Regions from separate parts of the Mus musculus genome. Here region 2 is linked to region 1. The links are chromatin contacts, called in public promoter capture Hi-C maps. All regions are on one chromosome and are shown on one strand. The core of a region is the stretch at or near the end of the contact, and the rest is flanking DNA. Distances in the headings are between cores, read along the strand shown.

Evidence for each region. Promoter capture Hi-C pulls out the DNA fragments that hold promoters and counts their contacts.
Region 2: a promoter capture Hi-C map of hippocampal neurons shows a contact between it and region 1, with 5 times the contacts expected there. The contact joins the enhancer-like site here to the promoter of Abi2 in region 1. A contact is called at or near these places in 9 of 39 promoter capture datasets (the 3T3-L1 cell line, 3T3-L1-derived adipocytes, the C10 cell line and 5 more), 2 of 484 Hi-C or Micro-C datasets (the N1E-115 cell line and bone marrow-derived macrophages), 7 of 115 datasets of contacts at active chromatin or transcription factors (the 230-238 cell line, bone marrow-derived macrophages, embryonic stem cells and 2 more) and 2 of 9 other capture datasets (adipose tissue and liver).

Annotation. Positions count from the first base shown.
Region 1 is chr1:60,406,971-60,411,612 of GRCm38.p6, reverse strand. It overlaps Abi2 (abl-interactor 2), which reads right to left and starts at 1,994. Exons shown (of 12, transcript NM_001198570.1): 1 at 1,694-1,994. The coding sequence starts at 1,810.
Region 2 is chr1:60,934,008-60,938,649 of GRCm38.p6, reverse strand. Gm34649 (a long non-coding RNA gene) reads right to left here. Exons shown (of 11, transcript XR_865468.2): 9 at 4,455-4,612. Among named protein-coding and RNA genes, the nearest start is that of Gm34649, 15 kb to the right of the region's middle. Within about 2 kb of position 2,244, at least 55 of the 459 cell types and tissues checked have an H3K27ac peak or open chromatin away from gene starts, as enhancers often do. A contact at or near this core is called in adipose tissue, bone marrow-derived macrophages and hippocampal neurons, where this site is marked.

The sequences.
Region 1 (4,642 bases), core at 745-3,244:
TCACAGATCGGTCTCTTGAACTATATTATAAACCCCAGAAGAGTTCAGGATAAGCAATAAAAATCTTTGTTTTGTTTTGATTAAGATGTATTTTATGTATATGAGTACACTGTAGCTGTCTTCAGACACACCAGAAGAGGGCATCAGATCCCATTACAGATGGTTGTGAGCCACCATGTGGTTGCTGGAAACTTAACTCAGGACCTCTGGAAGAGCAGTCAGTGCTCTAAACCATTGAGCCATCTCTCCAGCCTGCAGTAAAACCTTTGAATGCTTCCTACATAGCTCTGTATTTGTAAAGTATCTGACAGACATTTGTGGGGAATTTTGATCAATCTTTGACCAAAGACACACACACTCTTCCTACTGAACACACACTTTCCACCACTTCTTTTTAGGGGAGAAGATTCAATTATGTCTGATTCATTCTCAATACAAATGTTTACAACATAATAGTAGAGTTCAGTGTGTGTATAACCAAATAAAATCTAAGCACATTGTCTTTGACTAACAATGTGGTCCTCAAAAAACTTAAGATCCTATAAATTGCAGCATCTGGGTTTTTTTGTTTTGGTTTTTTGGGGTTTTTTTTTTTTTTCCAATTCATACTCAGATTTGAGAATGTTTTCAATACAACTGCTGTTAAGGATATCTGCAGGGACGGGAGTAGGGACAAGAACATTAAAATACAGCTAACAGTTTAAGCATCACGCTTCCATTCCATTTTATCCAAAGAATTTAAACGGGAGTAAAAAAAATGTAGACACAACCTGTAATTCAGTATAAGCCCTACGGAAAACAAGAGATACTGGATTTGCATACCATGAGTTAATTTTTAAAGTGTTGCTTCACAAAATTTTTACATTTATCCCATGACCAGCTGGTTCTCATCTCACCAATGCCCCGCCCCACACACACTTCTCACCTTCCTACACACACATACACTGAAGTCCCTGGGCCAAACCAATCATCATGGGAAAAAAACTAAACCATGTGGTTCGTTTCCCTAATTCTTTGTGAAAATAGTCATAGTTCTTTTTTCCCCAAAGGAAAATTACCTATTCTAACGAGACCTGAGAAGGAAAGGCAGCTCATTATCAGTTTCCCATTCTCCACAGGGAGGAGAAAAAAAAAATGGTATTAACTTGCAATAAGAGACAGCCGTTCCACCATGCCCCTTTTACATTTTAAAAATGTTTAAACTTAAGGGTTAAGAATTTTTGTTTTGTCTTCAGGGTACATTCGCAGGAATGGAGAAGTGAGGCATTTCACTTTGCAGAAAAAGGACCCCTTAATAAAAAGGGGGTCCCTCGGAATTTGGGCAGGGGGTAACCTATCCCTCTGTCACACAAGCCTGCCATCGAGCAAGATCCCGTTAGACAGAAAACGCCACTCGCCACCTCCCCCGCCATCCGGAACACTGACAGGAGAGGACTGCGGGGGCGACGGGGCAGAGGCGAGGGGGCGGGACGCCACGCACCGCACGGCACCGCACCGGTCACTCGCACGGGGCTGCTGGGGCCTGGTGGCGACCCTCGCTCCCTGCAGCCGCCGCCCTCGCCCTGTCCCTACCCCGGCGCGGCTCCCTGGACCGAGCACCGCGCGGCCTCCCCCGCTCGCCATCGCCCCGCGCGCCCCTCACAGCCCGCGTCCTGCCGCGCCGAGCCGCGCGAGGGGCCGCGTCGCATCGCACCTGGATGTAGTTATTCTCGCAGTAGTCGGCCACCCGCTCCAGATTCGTGTAGCTGTCGAAGAGAGCCCGGCGGCCCCCCGGGATTTCCTCTTCCAGCAGCATCTGCAGCTCCGCCATCTTCACATCCTTCTCTTCCTCCTCCTCCTCCTCCTACTCCTCCTCATACAGCCCGCAGAGGCAGCGGCCGCGACGCCCGGGAGAGGAGGAGCAGCGGCGGACGCGGCGGGAATCGGGAGGAGCGAGCGGCTACCCCCCCACACACACCCTACGGCGCGCGACGAGGGAGGGGGCGGAGGGGAATGGAGGCGGGGCGCGAGCCGACGGGCCGCGAGGACGGTCACCGCGGCGACGGGCGCGCGCACGCGCGCTCCCCTCCACCCGCCCCCAGCGCCCGAAAAAGATTCCCACCCGCGCCGCCCCTCCCCCACTTCCGGCGTCTCCTAGCGACGGGAGGGCGGGGGCCGGGATGCGCGCGGGAGCGGGGCTCTGGGTTAACCCTTCGGCCCCGCGCGGCCTTCCTGGGTCTGGGAGTCCTCAGCAGCCTTTGTTAGCCGGGCGGGAATGCACCTCTGCTCCCTGCTGCTTCACGCCGCCGCCCCCCATCTTCACCTCTGCACTTCACCCGGGGCCGGAACCCTGCGGAGGTCATCTGCCTGAGGAAGCTCGCCTAGGGAGAGGACACAGTGTCTTCACAAGCTCTGTGAAAGATAACACCTCATCCGAACAGGCAGAGCCACTGAACTTCCAGGCAGCTCTAAATACCACCTTGAACCTCATCGGCTTCTTTACAAATTGCAGTTACCTAGTCCCAAACCTATTCGTTCGTTCATTCATTCATTCATTCATTCACTCCCTTCCGTCCCCTGTCCTGTCCTCTCTTTCTTCTTGGCATGGTCTCCTGTATAGACCGGGCTGACTGGAATTACAGCCACATGCTGTGGTTGCCCAGCCTGGGCCTCCTCCTCACTTCACTTTTTTTAAAATTTCGATGGTGGTTTTGCTGGTACTATTTTATTTATTCACATGGTTGTAGCATGAATAAGATTAAACGAACAATGACAAACGTGCGTTTTTTTCAGATTAAGTACTACAAATTCAAGGACGTTCATCCTGGTCTTGTTATCCAGATATCTAATCTTTTTTCATAAATATGATTGGCCCACACCGTGAAACTTGAAAAAAATAAATAAAACTGACACCTTCTGTGATATCAAGACCACAATCTTTGTTAGTTCTGTGGAAACCCAAAGGGCACCCACCATCTTAGAGGGGTTTAGAGTTTAGGATTTGTGGTTTCAACTTTTATTGCTCTTGCTGTCACTTGGCCTCCTGTGATCAAATTTCAGATGATGAGGGAACGATTATACATTCCTAGAAAAAAATCAAATGCACTCGCTCACATATTTGTGGAGTAAACCCTGTGTTGTTACGTTGGCTTTATGATAAATACATTACCAATATGCGTGAGCTTTTGCCGCAGAGCCTAAAACAGTATTTTTAAATGATGATGTGGTCCACCTGGATCTATTGTTCAGCACTTTAAACACCTGTCTTAGTGTGAATGTTCTAAGTGTGAGAAGCTTGTTAAAAACAAAAGGGAGAGCTGGGGTTTGTAGCTGAGTTTAACTATGTGTGGAAAAAGAAGAGAAGCCTAAAGTGTGTGGAGGGGGATAGTTATGTATAGACACATGCACTTGTTTCAGGAAATGAGGTACAAACAGGTGAAGAAAACAAACATCAGATCAGACTCTTATACAAACCAGTAAATCAAAAAACTGTGTTGATGGGTCTGGAGAGATGGTTCAGCCGTGAGAGCACACACTGTTCTTCCAGCGGATCAGAGTTTGGCTCCCAACATCCGTGTCATGCTGTTCACAATCACTGCAGGAGATACAACACCCTGACTTGTCATTCACTGGTACCTGCACTCATGTGCCATACACTCAGATAGAAACACACACATAAACAAGAAAATGTTTTTAAAAGTTTGTTAATGTAAAAATTGTAGTTTTCATCTTAAAGGAAATAGGGGAGGGTTTATTCTGGAGCCATTTGAGTGACTTTGGCCAGGAAACACAGACTTTAGGCTACCTCAAATTCCATGTTCCAGCGTGGAAAGAGTTTCATCATGTTTTTGTAGTTTTACAGAATAAAAGTTGTAAATGGAAGCAATTTTAAAATACACTGGTGGGTACATCAGAGAAGCAGATACATCAAAATCAGAGGGGCCTTTCAACAAGCTCATCTTTTAGATTGGTTGAAGCTAGTTGCCTGCTGAGTTAATAAATGTTAAAAGGTCTCTTTTTATCTGTTGTCACAAGATGTTAGTTCCAACATGGCAGGGGAGAGTTGTTTGCAAGGAATGTCTCTCCGGAAAGCCAGGACTTAGCCCATGATAAGAGAATTAGCCTCCGGACCTGCACTATCCCAGCGTTTCCACAGTGCAGGAATTCTAATCAGCCAGCCAGCCCGTCTCTACAAATATAGATTTCTTCCACTTTTCTTTCACCACCAGATGCAGCTTCTATTCAAGGTTCCCTTCAAATCTACTAGATACCTTGAAAGCAGACAGGATCCTTCCCTGCTATACTTTTTCCTGACTAGCATTCTTTCAAATGCTGCCTAGCAAAACAAATTTCCTGAGAGAGGATTCACCAAATCGCCAAGGGAAAACTGGAATGCTCTCTCTAATTTGGGACAGCTTCTTTGGCTCTTTAAGGAATCAGAACTAGGATTGTAGCTCAGTGGTAGAGAACTTGGCTATTTTCATGCTGTCTTTAAAACTCGGAAGTCTGAGGGCCCAAGGATGTAGGCATACATTTTTGTTGCCACTAAGAAGGATTTTCTAAAAAGAAAGAAAACAAGCACAAAAAACTATGAATTAAGGTCCAGGACCATATTGTGTACCTCTTGAAAACTATCACTAATTGCCCATACTTCTTTAAGCTG
Region 2 (4,642 bases), core at 995-3,494, 530 kb before region 1:
CATCAAGCCGTTAGATCCTTGGCTGTTACCTCTGGCTAGAATATGTGTTATTGTTTTGGCAGGCAGATCATAATCGTGTTTGTATCTGGGATCACTGACAGCTGGAGTTTCAGCAGCTAGAGTCCCCCTACTCTCCCTCTCCCACTGTGTTCCTAGTTCCTTCACACTGGCATGGTTGGATCCATGGGACCACTGGGACATCTGGCCCTGCAGCTGGCCTGAGCTTGAGTCTGGGAACATAATAATGATTCATTTGATGTCATCTAAGTCCTTAGATGACATCTTCAGTTTCCAAAAACAGAGGAGAGTTATGTTAACAATGAGTTTGGTCTTTGAAGCCACTTCAGTATTACTGTATTAACACTAATGAGAGTATTTTTTTCAGCCTGTCCTTTTAAAATTAACAGAATTGTTAAATATGTCTACAGTATAGGAAGGCTCTGGAATATAACCAAAATAGAGATAACTTCCATTCTTACAGTAGACTACATGATTTGTCTAAAATTTTGAAAGGAAATAATTACTTCAGAGAAAGTTTTGCCTTTCTTTCTGCTTTCACACACACACACACACACACACACACACACACACACACACATACATACATACATACATACATACATACATACATACACTCAGAGTTACACTTTATTTCAAGTCTTCCACAAGTCATTTGATCAGTTCTCCCTGATTGCTGGGCTATTCTACCATAACCAATCATTTCTAGGCACTAACTGCCAGAATGCTACCTAATTTTAAAGAGCCCACTGAGAGCTCATATCTCTGTACAGACCCAAAAGGGACCTTCTCCATTGCATAGGAGCTGGGCTCTGCTTTTCTGCTGACCTCTTTGCTCCCACACCTTGCTGGCTGGCTTTTGATGAGCACACATATTTGCATCCATGTGGGTTTAGGGAGCAATATTTTGATAAACATATAGCTTTATCTTCCAACCATTTTCCCTTTCCATCTCTCCAGGGAAGGTGGTCTCCCAACTTCCCTGCCCTTCCATGCCTCAGAGGAAGAAAAAGTGAGAGAAAGGGGTAGAACTACCCCATTAGTCTTTTTCACCTTGTGTCTACCAAAGCCCTCAAGATTAGGGAAGTCCTTTGAAGGGCCCGAAATGAGAACGACTTCCTCTTCCTTTAAACAGCTTCCCTTGGGGGTCAGGAATAAAGAGAGGTCAGTCAAGGAACAGAAAGGACCTATGCTTCAGTCCCTAGCAGTGCTGTCTAGAAGGAATGAAGAGAGGAACGGGAGCTGGAGAAAAGACACACATGGGCAAACAAGAGCAGACACAGTCCTCTCCATCCCCCTCCCTTGCCCAAGTCAAGTATGGTGGCAGAGGATAAGAGTCACCATCTTTGAAGGATAAGGAAGACAGATATGCAAGTGGACAGGTGTGGGAAGACATGACAGCCCCTGACCCCAGCGTCTGAATATTGCACAAGACCCAGAAGTATGACACAGTCCTGGAGACCTGGGGAAACCCCGAAAGGACTGAGATTAAGGTTTCTTTCCACTAGCCCAGCAGAATAAAGCTTACAGTCATAAATTAAAATCTGAAGCTGGTTACTAAAATGAAGACTATTGCTAAATATATAATCTGTCTCAGAACTAGACCTATTCCGTAGTATTGGCATCATATATACCATAATCAACAAAACTATGTGTAAAGTATTGCTAGGATTTGAAGCATCGAGGGAACGTTCTCATCAGGTATCAGGACTCATAACAAAATAAGCTCCAGTATCACAAGGTTGTCCTTTGTGGCAGACTGAGCAACTCTACCTGGAATTTGCTTTACATTGTGTGCGAACCCAATCCCAAAGATCATTCGCTAAATAGTATTCTGCGCACGTTACATGACACTGGAGCACCTGAAACAGTGCATCACATTCAGGAGCCTCTTTCAATAATGTTGGTCGGCTTGCCGAATGACCAGCATACTTACTGAAATGCTAGAATGACTCCCATCCTTCATTTTATTCTGCTAGTTTGAATTCATAAAGACAGAAAACTATTAGAATCAGCAGGGTGTGAACTGAAAGTGTACCAGCTCTTTTACCTTGTATGACTCCAACGATCAAGCTTTATGGAGTGTAATCCTATCACCAGAGAACTAACCCTAAAGGCAGAAGGCTGCTGTGTGTGCTTTTACAATGCCTGTGAAGGCGTTAATGGTTTGGAAGCCCCGGGATGACTGTGAAATCTGGGACACTGTGTTTCAAAGGGAGACATGGGCTCTGCTCAGCTGTGCTATGACTAGGCATGCTCTGGTGTTAGCCAATTGGAAACAGACTTTCAGCCGCACCGGGTCCTCATGATTTTCCACATTGCACTTCATGTTGCTAAAAATATGCTTCAACCTCTCCCTGTTGATAATTTGGAAGAGGATGTATTATAGTGAGAAACAGCTAAATATTAAACACCTCCTAATGGTCGCTTGGGATGAATACAGAGAATACACTCCAGCTGCTCAGAGCAAGCTCTCTGCCCCCTCCCTCTGCTAGAAAACGCTTCAAACAATGGTGTCCACATCTCCACTGACCAGAAAACGTGATTGCACATTTCAGATCACTGGCAGTCACTGCTTCAAAATACTAACTCACCACCCACCTACAAATCCTGTTCTTTTGCTTTCTCTTAAATAGTAAATGCAGTTTGGAATTTGGGATGTAAAGCAAGAATATAGGGAAGGTATATGGTTTCATAGGCAGAGCTGTGATGCTGGAGTTTATCTGAATATCAGTCCTGATGCCTCATGGGAATGCTTCCTTGCTGTTTCAAATCCTAGCGGCATTTGATTTTTGTTGGTTACACAACAGTAATTGTTAAACACAACGACTAAATAAAGCACAAAGTCCTTTTTTAAAAATTCCCTACTCATAGACAAATGCAAAGGGCTGAGTGGCAGACACTAAGTGACTAACAAGAAACTATTGTCTCTGCTTTTCCAAGGAAGCAATGAGAAAAAGAAAAACTATGGCCCCAAGGTTTTCTAAGTGAGAAGCATGGATGAAAACACCTGGGACCACTATTCCACAGGCTGTTAGCACACTTAGCATTAAACTGTCTTGCCTCTGAAGTGTTTCTAGTCCTCTGAACATCCACAGAATAACTGAGGCTGTAGCTGTCAGTGGAATGCCTGACCCTCTTTCTCAACCCCACAGCAAAGAAGAAAACATTTTCATACCTTTGTCTTGCCCAACCTGCTTATCCCAACACCTCCAGAATTACCTGCAGTGTGAAGCCATCCCCCTCCTTCTTCTTAGGTGAGTTGACAACGGATACATTTCCCACACTGTGCCTCAAGTTTCTTATCTTACAAGTGAATGCAATAATGGTTCTGCCTCATAATGGCCTTATGACAATGAAATAGTTCAATTTTAAGTCTTTAAGATAGTATTGATGCATACTGAGAATTAAATGTTTGTAATTATTATCCCAACATCCCTGAAGACTCTGGAGGTTTATTTTTTTTTTTTTTATTTCTTGAAATTAAAATATGGTTACATCATTTCTCCCCCTCCCTTTCCTCAATCTACCTCCTCTGTGCTCCTCCCCACTTACTCCTTCTCAAATTCAGGACCTCCTTTTCTTTAATTGGTAAGTGTGTGTACGTGCATGTGCTCATGTATGTCCGTGTGTGTATGTATGTGTGCGCGTGTGTGTGTGTGTGTGTGTGTGTGTGTGTGTGTGTACGTGTGTACAAATTTATAAATACAACCTGTTGAGACCACTTAGTGTTACTTGTATGTCTATAATTTCAGGGGTGACCACTTGCTTTTGGATAACCAGTTAGGAGGCTCATCCCTAGGGAAGGGTATTTCTCTTGCTTGCAACATTCCTTAGTTCTCTGTAACTTTTTGTCTAGGCCGTATGAGATTGGTTTTTTTTTTCCCTTCCACATTAGCATGTCTATTGCTGTTGGACTTGTTTGGGTCTTACTTAGACAGCCATATTGTTGGGGTAGCATGGGTAAAGCTTGCCTATCATTTCTAGGAGATAAGATGTCAGAGCAGATTTCTTGGCTATCTAGTTCTTACAAATGTTCTTTCCCAAACCCCCAGCTCCCCAACCCTTCCCCCCCCCCCCGCCCCCGCTTGATGGTCTCTGAGTCTCCAGTGCCAGAGTTGTGCCATAGATTGGGGCTGGACACCCCACAACTAGTTCTTCTCTTATTTTGGTTAGCTGTGGATGAGGAGTGAAACCTGCAGTTATCTATGGGATACAAGGATAAGCATCTAGAATGTGCTTAAAAAGTATGCTGGTTTAGTGAAGTGGCAATATAAGCTTCTCCTCTAAGATCCATAATCTTACTAGCCCTGAAAAAGGTAGATTTCCAGTACCAGGAATAATTTCACTCCTCTTAAATGGGCCTTATGTTCAATGAGACAGTGGTTGGTTAGCATTGAGTTAGGAATACCAAGGTATCCTACCCGTGGAGATACCTTGTCATGCTGGGGCTGTTATGGATCATAGACATCACAGCTGGGTATGACCATTGGTTGCCTCCCTTTCTTGGAAACTTGCGTAGTACCTTACAGTTCTTTGAATGCTAGTCCTCAGGGGAAAGGCTTTCAAATCCGATCCAAAGAGCCTCTGAATCCTGTGACCAAAGGACATTGTGTCTTCATTC